Linked DNA regions of Sparus aurata: region 1 is linked to region 2. A link is a contact called in public Hi-C data. All regions are on one chromosome and are shown on one strand. Each heading gives the region's core, a stretch centred on a gene start, on an enhancer-like site or on the middle of the called end of the contact. The rest is flanking DNA. Distances are from core to core; before and after follow the strand shown. Region 1 holds the start of stat5a (signal transducer and activator of transcription 5a). Region 2 holds the start of hcrt (hypocretin (orexin) neuropeptide precursor).

Region 1 (4,881 bases), core at 420-2,919, 130 kb before region 2:
AGGAGAGTTTTAGGGTGAAACAATGCATGCTGGGAAGGTCATTAAAGCTAATAAGCTAATAAGATGATCATGTGCCTACAGATTGTAGTCTGTACTGGGTCTTCATTCAACTCATTTAAGTCCTAATCAAGTTAGCAGAACTCGAGTTTATAACTTCAGTGAATCAGTCTGAAAATAAAATAGTTAAATCAATTTGAACTAAACTGTTAAGCCCATGAGAAAAGAATGGAATAGAACAATGTTCTTTGTGAAGAAGGAAGACATTTTGATACCAGACAGAAATCATAATTATATTCTAGTTTTGTATGTGATTTTATTCTTATTTCTACCTTACAATACACACACTCTTCATACTCGAGCTAATCCTCCTGCAAACACCACTGCACGCAAGCATGTTGATACCACGGCTTTAACTTGTAAAAGGAGAATTTACCAGCGTTTTAATAAAGTCAGGGATCAAAACACTTTTCTCCAACAATCATCATGTGCTCACATCGCGGCCTTGACAACAATGTGTGGCTCTCATGTGTCTGCATGTGCCTCAGGCCAACACTATCCTCTAATTAATTTTGGCAGGTTTATCTTTGGTTCCTGTCACCACATCTCCCCTGTGTGTGTGTGTGTGTGTGTGTGTGTGTGTGTGTGTGTGTGTTTGTGCGTGCATTAATTTAAATGTATCTAGCTCACACATATGGTCCCTGAACCCTGAACCAACAAGTCTGATTTTGTGTGATTTTCAAGTAAAACATTTTTTAAAAAAAATAAATACTAGATCCGTTTTGTACCAGACGGCGTCGCTGTTCTCCAGACTGAGGGCGACAGATTTGGGCGCGATGCTCTTGAGTTGGATTGAAGATTGAATGCACATTAGATTGGATTTAATCTAATCAACCGGTCTGCCTCTAAAGTAAGTGCGGCAGACAAACAGCTCTGATCACAGCGAGCCAGAGAGAAGTGATTCTGAGATCAGCGACCTGCACCAAATTGTGCTCTCACTTTTTATCTATCTATGCACAAAATATGAATAATAATTATCAGTAGTAGTATTGTAATTATTATTCAGTATTTATTATCATAGTTTTTTATGAGCATTTTTAATATTTAACATGATGCTGCACAACGCTGACAGTCAATTCAGACAATGTCAACAGAAATAATATGCGATTTAAAAAAAAAATCAACATAAGATACACATGATATAAAATGAAATAATAAATAATGTTTCTGCAGATACAGAAGATGTTAATAATTGTCTTAATATTAATATTAAAACATTATAATACTACTATTATCATCATTATCATAATTTATAATTTGAATAGCGAACATAAATTAAAAAAAAACTAGAAAAATAAATGCTGATTAATTTAAAGATACTTATAAAATGAATAAATAGACAGCCGGGTTCAGCAGATACAACACGTGACAACGCGGTGTCTCTTGTTTTTATCGCCTCCTCCGGCCTGAAGCCACCGCTGCTCTCCCAAACCGATCGATGATCAGCGGGACAGAAATCTGCGGAAAGTGTTGAACCCTGTCAGACGTTCAAGAGCCACCGGAAGTGGGCGGTTTATGCGTGTGTGTGTGTGTGTGCGTGTGTGTGTGTGTGTGTGTGAGAGAGAGAGAGAGAGAGAGAGAGAGAGAGAGAGAGAGAGAGTGAGTGAGAGAGAGAGAGAGAGAGAGAGAGAGAGCGAGCAGTGAACTAAAGCGAACTGTTGCAAACTAGACGGCTGACTGAGCGGCGGACTGACCGGGAGATCCTGTCGCAGCCTCTGCTTCGCGTTTTATGAGCACGGACAGCAGCTCGGGTCGCTCCACGGAGGTAAGGCTGACACTTTTCCACGTCTTTTTCCACACTGTGTGTCGTGTGAACGTGGAGGGGGGGTGAAAGTCCCCCGTTGCGCAATGAAGAGTCTTGACAGCGCTTTTGTAAACAAACTGCGAGTGTGGCACCGCAACGGAGGAAAGAAACCCCGCACACGGATGCGTGGAGTAAACAATTTCACGTCGGGTGGGAGGGGGGGTTAGGTTTTTTTTTTTTTTTTTTTTTTTCTTGCGACTTCTTCCCTGAACACTGTTGAATCAACAGGCAGCTCCCCCTTCCTATAATAACCTCCACGGACTGACGGCGTGTCTCTGGTGGCCATGAGCGCGCTGTCACTGCCTTTGCCGCATGTGGCTTCTGTGTTAAACTTGTTGGATTCTCGCTGCCTTTCTGCTGTAAAGTGTGAGTTTATCTCCCGGCGTGACCCACACGAGGCGTTCAGGTGCCAAGCCAGCTGAAATTGGACCATGACGATAACCTGTGGCAGCTCTCACAGCCTGCGTTGACAGGCGCTGTCTTGTAAATGAGCGCTCTACAGCTCTCATGAGCCTAATAGCGGTGTGATGGGAACGCTTTACGAGTCTGACAGGTGAGAGAGTCTGAGAGCTTTTGTTCAGCACCGTCCTCAACTCTGCCGCGTGCGAGTCCAGTTTGAGTCACTTTCATCAAGAATCTGGTGGATATTTCTTTTACTCCACAGCTCAGAGAGGGATCTTGTCCTCTGTGCTCATGTACAGATTAAGACTTCACACGCAGAGATGGATATTCAGGGCTCAGGTCCACTCTAGTTGCACTGGTGCGCCTAACTTTTTTTTTCTTTTCTTATTTAGGTGCACCAGCACATCATTTAGGTGCTCCCAGCTTCTTAACACGTGATGTAAAATAATTGCAAACAGGAAAAACTGTGACAAAAATTAACCTTTGTCTCTGCACTGGAGCACCCCGGTATGAGTTTTGCATCACAGTTTTCATTTTCTGGTGTGGAAAAAGCTATTGATCATCTGATGAGTCTGTGAGATTTGTAGGATCTGCCTGTACGTCATTAAAATGCTGTTTTTAACACACATTGATGAAAACATTGCAGCTTTCCTCGCAGCTTCTGCAGTTTGGATGTTATAGTTCCACATATTCGCGATAAAATCTCAATTAATTGTTCAGCCGTAATTACTTTGGTTCAAACGACGGCAGCAGGTTAATTGTTTTGGTCCGGCTGTAACATAAAATAAGCTCCTTGAAATATGATTAAACGTGTTTTTTGAATGGGTGCTTTCACGTTTGGTCTTTAAAATAAAGACACATTTACTGTTGAAACAAGAAGTGAACTACACCTTTTTTCCACCTTTTTTCTTACACAGCCGATATGCAGATTTCCTAGCAAAAGCATGAACATTAATAATAAGAATGTGGGACTAGAATGGGACTCAGTAGACCCATTCCAGTCTACCTCTGCCAATACCCACAGTAACCGCTAACCTAATATCAAACTCAAGAGCTTGACTGCCATAACCTCTTGACCATAATTTAAAGGTCCTGTTTTTGTGTGATATTTGTTTTTTGAGTCTCATTCTGAGCTTGTCAATTACTGACGCTTTGGGCTTTCCAGGTCTCCAGTTACTGACGCTTTCGATTGATCGGTCGGGTCGGTCACCAACCAAGAGAATCAATATTTGACGGGTTGGGATTGAAACCCAAAAAACGTACAAGTTGAACCTTTTAAGCTCACCAGATGTAGGGCAACAACACAACTTCCTTGGTGGATGCGCTAAACCTCAAAAAACAAGCACAGGGTATTTAAGGTCTCTCAGTATTGAACTCCATAAAATTTAGTTTCGGTCCCTGTGGCAATATTTAAGTTCCTCAAAACAATCACAAAAAGGGTCACTGTCATTTCGCACCCCAGAGCTCCACACAGACCCACAGTAAGCCTTTATACTACAATTATTGTTTTTAGGAATGTGGCTTAAGAAGAAAGAACAAATGTTTTTCTCCGGAGAAAGATGTAGTTTTATGGTATTTATAGTAGCGCGTATATTGCTATGAGTGCAAGCCGTGTTCATGTGCTCACTGTCACCTCCTCAACAGTAAATTTGGTCATTCCGGTCGGGTCCATTTCAGGTCCCCTGATTGTACGTTAGGAGGAAACAAAGGAATGGTTGTGTTCTTTGCGTTGACCCTGTTGATATGTGTTCTGAGGAAGCATGAAAGCTTATAAAGATCAGTACAGAGCTGACTGTCAGGGCTGTGACACACAACTGAACAAATCAATACCGAATGAAGACCCCCGTGCTTGTGCTTACAAACAGAATTGAAATGTCACCGGAGCTTTGATGTCTCTGCGTCATTTCCAAGAGTAGGGTGCGCTGTGTGTGTATGTGTGTGTGTGTGTGTGTGTGTATTTATATGCAAATGAGCTTTTCTGCAGTGAAATCACCTTCCTGATACACACCTTTGTTGTTCCGATAAGAGTTTGTGTGTTTTCCTTCGTCAGCCCGCACATTTTTTCCCCCCCCCCTTACAGCCGAGCTGGCGATGATTTTGTCCCCTGTGACTCCAAGTCATTGAGAATTACATGTTGTGATAATGTCCTCTGCCCTGTCGAGGCTGCTGCATGACGATGAGCAACACGACTGCTATACAAGTCGTTAGTTGTCTGACACCTTCCTGTCTGGCTGTGGGATGAGTTTTCAGAAATGCCCGAAATTAGTCATTAATCAAAAAATCAACAACAACTTTGATAGTTGACTCATCCTTTTTGTCGCGCACGGCTGCTGCAGTTCTCTCTTGTGTGAAGTCGAATGCCTTTTGGCTTCGGACAAAGCAATTGGAAGACATCAATTTGTGCACTGAGAAGTTGCATAAGAGATCATTTAACCTGTATTTTTTTAATGTTAATGACTAAATATTTCAGCTTTCCTTGTCAATTCTCTTTCTATCTTCTCTTGTGTCGGTCACGTCTGCTCTCTCAATCAATAAAAGGTTACAGTCAAGCTGTAATCTACTGGAAATAATGGTCAATGCCTTTTAGCATTTAACCTGGTTGGCAGGCACCATGTTAC
Region 2 (4,745 bases), core at 173-2,672:
GTTTAGGTCTCCTCTGTTTTCTCTTGCGCGTTCACAAACTTCTGGCGTGTGCTACTGCATAGGACTGTGTTGAGCAGACGGATCAGTGAGTTAGATGTGTCTCTCTCTGGGCAGTGCTAGTTACATGCCCCTCCACTATGTACTCTAGCTCTGTGGGTACAGGCTTTACCTCACATTGGCATTTTCTGTCACATATTGCCTTTTGGTTTCCAGAGACTCCTTGGCATGTCTTTGAGCTTTTATTTTGTCACGCTCACACTCCTCCCCCCCCTACATTTGAACCATAATGTTAAGTACAAACCCCCCACCCCCCCACTCCTTTTTCATTTTTAGAGCAGCTCGACCAGGCTGAGCTCTGTAGGAGTCACAGACGACCATTACAGCACAAACCAGGGAGCTGTAGGGATGAGATAGGGGAATAAAAAAAAAAAAAAAAAACTGCAGCTGTTTGTGCGTTCAGTCACATCGATGCACTTCTCGCACCCTTCGCCGCCGTCGCCCTCCATCGAGCCCCCACACATCTCCGGTGTCATTCCTTAGGATTTAAGTTCTCCGGCATTCCTGGACTCTCCCCCAAATGGGTCTCCCCGTCTCCTCCCCAGGGGCTGTGTGTGTGACGTTACGTGACTTGGTGTTTCGGCCCCCAGGGTGGAGCTGGCCCACGTCCGAAAAAGTGGCGGAGCTCACCAGCCAATCACAAATGTTATATGTGACCCCGGCCTGTTAGAGGTCGAGGGTCAACAGGAACATGGTACTGCTGTCGATAAAAACCACAAAATAAAATGGATATAGATGTAAACTGTATGTAAAATGTAAAAGGAACATATATTGCTATAATAATTCTTGCAGACATGGACATTAATGATTGCTATTATAATAATTGTTGTTAGTTCTATTGATATTCAGATTCTTTTTTTAACAGTAACTTCCGCATAGACAGTGATTTGACACCTGTTGTTCTGTGGTGCCGATCAGGACAACCAGTGCATGTGGGACCGGAACGAGGGATTACGGGTTAGTGCCACGAACATGAGGGTCAAAACAATAACCTGACATGTGTTTCACTGCAAAGTGAGTGTGGATTCTGTAAAAGCTCCTTTAAGTGGCCCATTAAAACTGGCTTCATTGTTTATCCTGTCTCCTCTCATTCATTCCTCTTTAATGTCTATAACAAGGAAGTGAAATATGCCCGTTTAGTCATTCAGCAGTTTACCAATCGGCACGTGGAGCGACATTTTTGCTGAAAATACTTTAAGTAACGCAGGATTCACATTCACAGAATGGCTTTTTCGATTGCATTCATACGGACGTCACGGGCTCTTTGGAGCATTTTGAAAGCGGCTGTGACGGCGAACCCCAAGCAAATCAATAAAGCCTTCCAAAAGCTTTATCGATTCCTTTTTGACGCACTGCGATGCACTTGTTAATTCTGCCGATCTAAAATTCTTTTGTTCTGAAGAAACGAGAAGTAGGCCGTTTATCATATCACGCATGAGTTTGTCTATTTAGAGCAGTGCTCCCTGTTGTCCATAAGATGGCAACAGATATTAAGTAAGTGGCTGTGAGGAAGAAAGGAAGAGAAGCAACAATCTGAAAGTCAATGAATGCTTTCAAATGATTTTTGTCATCCTGCTATGTCGACTAATGAGAGAGACAGTTTATAAAGCCGACAGTATAACAAGAAATGAGCCTACTCCAAGTTTTGGGTGTCATGGATCCGTCAACCCTGCTCACGTCATCAGCACACACTTTTTGTAGGAGCAAGAAAAACACACAAAACTGCTCTTGGTGTGTCTTAGAGGAAAAAAAGCCCCCAGAACCTCATTAGCATGGCTTTTGAAATAGCTTGTCATTACAAACTGAGAAAGGGCATCCGGGCGTTCTCTATATTTATATTATAGAACTCATAGGATACATTAGCTAATTAACTTGTGTCCGTCAGCACTCATTATCATGGCATGTCCTCGTAGACCTTTGGCATGCGGCCACAAAGAAATACCTGCAGTTCGTCAAAGGTCCAGAGAAGTGCCTAGGAGATGATCTACCTCAGGAGACTAATTAACGGCAAAGAGCTAGACATCAGCCCTTCAAATGAGCAAGAGAATTATTGGTTGTGTTTGTGGTTGGCCCTCAGTGACGTCCATCGGTGTGGACATCACAGAACAATATAAAAGACACTTGTCATTTTCCCCGGCACATCAGAGGATCAGATGACTCCACCTCACACTGGCCAGAAGATGATGTGGCTCCCCACCAGTTTCCAGAAGGCTACTGGGATGGACACGTCTAACAGGGTAAGACAACCCGAGTTAGATTTTTTTTTTTTTAAATCTAAAAACTAGTGAGGAATTTGCAAAATCACTGTTTTAAAAGTTGTATTAGTGTAGGAGTTTGTTTGTGACCTTGTCTTTTTACTTCTATATCAATTTTTCTCAAGAATTGTTTCCTTCACATTTCCACATTATTTTGACCTCATCAAGACGGAGGTAGAAGAGGTAGAAGTATTTTGATACATTTGTTGTGTTTCTACGTATCAAAAGTTTATGTACAAAAAACAACATATATATATATATATATATATATTGCATTTGTAATGAGTACTTGACATCAGAGATTTCACTTTATGTTTAAAGTGGTTTTTTATTTTATTTTAGGCATCGTAATGAGGGAAGTGCGGATGGCAGAGTAGATAATCAAAGGAGGAAAAGGTCGATAAACTTCCTGAGCAGGCATCAGGCGTTTTATTCAGTGACTTTAAATAGTATTTCCGCTTTTTTGTTCTTCTATCAACATAAACAAAAATAATAATTTTTCTGAAATTTAGGCAGATCAGTAAAACCAGATAATCTACTATAGATGCACATGACATGCATTTAACAAAACAAAATGCATTTTATTAGCTTGGAAATGATTTTGTTATGTAATACCACTATGACAAGAGATTAAGGTATTAGCATGTAAATGTCAGTGAGATATTAATAGAGATTAAGTGATGATCCATGTTCTTTGTGTGTAGATCAATAATCGTGTGTAGTACCATTACCCTAACAGCTGGTCCTGCTGAGACTCTGTGTATCCATGACTCAAGACTGGGATTGAATTGTGTTTATAAATATAAATGAGCATCATCTTATTATGAATTCAGTTTTTATTCTTAGGAGTTTGTCTATCCATCCCTGATTCAGGCTTCTGTATTAATTGATCAATAAGAACTGCTCAGCAGCTTGTAATACATGTGTAAAACATACTTATTAAAAAAGATTGACATTTCAAAGACATGCAGATAAATAATTCTGTTCCTGTCGTCATCTTGTATCAGTATGAACACATCTCTTTTGCCCAGCAGAAGGTCCTGGTGCTGGTGTTGATGTTGCTGCTGTCTCAACTGGCATGTGATGCTCACAGCATGTCTGAGTGCTGCAGACAACCAGCCCGCTCCTGTCGCCTCTACGTGTTGCTGTGTCGCTCTGGCAGCAGGACCTCAGGGGGACCGCTGACCGGAGACGCCGCCGCCGGCATCCTCACTCTGGGTAAACGCAGAGACGAAGAGGATCGCCTGCAGAGCCGACTCCACCAGCTCCTCCATGGCTCCAACCAGGCAGCAGGGATCCTGACCATGGGGAAGAGGACTGAAGAGAGGGCGGCGCAGCAGTACATGGACTGGATGTCTCAGTCAGGAACTACCATCACAACGCCTGTGCTGAGCTAAATACTTCATTGTGAGAGAGTATGGGACTTATTTAGTGAATTTATAAAATGTACATTTCTGTCGTGTAGAAAACAATTTTGTGATTTTCTTTGAATAGTGCCTTTTTGAATGTGGTGCAGGAAACATGTGAAATATTGTACATATATGGAGACGACATTGTGGTGTAATAAAAAAAAAAGTAACGCTGTCAACACATCTTTGGGTTTCCTTGGATTAGAGCTAAACATTTCTTACAGGTTATATTAAGGAAGCGCTCAGAATCCATCAGCTTCCTGACATCACTGAAGCATTTGACAACAAGCAGATGCAAGTAGCTGATGTTGTGTCAACCTGACTGAAATCAGGTTTTTCTTTTTTTACTCTAATTCTTTCCTATATAGAGTCTATTACTGTGACAAAAAGGCTGAGAATCAAAAAACTTCAAGGTGCAACAGGTTGATTTAAAACTGTGTCGGTTTTAGGAAAAAGAATACAGGATGTCTGTAACTTGTAGGGATTAAACTCTCTAAAGAGCGAGACATTTTTTCACTTGGTTCAAAATCTAAAGAGCAGCTGGAAACTGCCTACAGTGACCTTAAGTCCACTTCCAAAGTGCAGTTTGGGCGATATGAGAATTGTTGTTCCTCCCCCACTCCCCAATTAACTGGTGCAGTTACACCGAATCAAAGCCCAGCATCTCAGCTCCTGCTTGAAAGCGGATCACAGTGTGAGAGTAAAGAAGACCACAAGATGGTGCTGATATGATTAAAAGGGAGGAAGGCGATGATGTGGAGGATCATGATAATCTATATTTAACTGTTCTACTATAATGTTTTCACATTTGCTCACCAAGATATTAAACAAAGACTGATTTACACCAATAACCTTGGGGATATTAAGTGATCACCATTAATCAATGTATTTATTTACCTTTCGCAGTTAAAGGATAGGTTCACCCAAAAATGAAAATCTGGTCATTCAATTTAGTCACTTTTAGCTTAGCAGCTACGCTTAACATTTGGATTACACCTGAGGAGCTGTACGGGGCCATCTTGTG

What was found. A called contact is a pair of places that touch in the nucleus more often than the background predicts.
Region 1: a contact with region 2 is called in a Hi-C map of an unstated tissue, with 5 times the contacts expected there. The contact joins the promoter of stat5a here to the promoter of hcrt in region 2. A contact is called at or near these places in 2 of 2 Hi-C or Micro-C datasets (skeletal muscle and an unstated tissue).

What each region holds. Positions count from the first base shown.
Region 1 is chr23:22,100,533-22,105,413 of fSpaAur1.1, reverse strand. It overlaps stat5a (signal transducer and activator of transcription 5a), which reads left to right and starts at 1,669. Exons shown (of 20, transcript XM_030406724.1): 1 at 1,669-1,822.
Region 2 is chr23:21,966,850-21,971,594 of fSpaAur1.1, reverse strand. It overlaps hcrt (hypocretin (orexin) neuropeptide precursor), which reads left to right and starts at 1,422. Exons shown (of 2, transcript XM_030407441.1): 1 at 1,422-2,294; 2 at 3,347-3,865. The coding sequence starts at 2,211. The coding sequence ends at 3,709. LOC115575401 (inactive phospholipase C-like protein 2) reads left to right here. Exons shown (of 6, transcript XM_030407439.1): 6 at 1-1,132.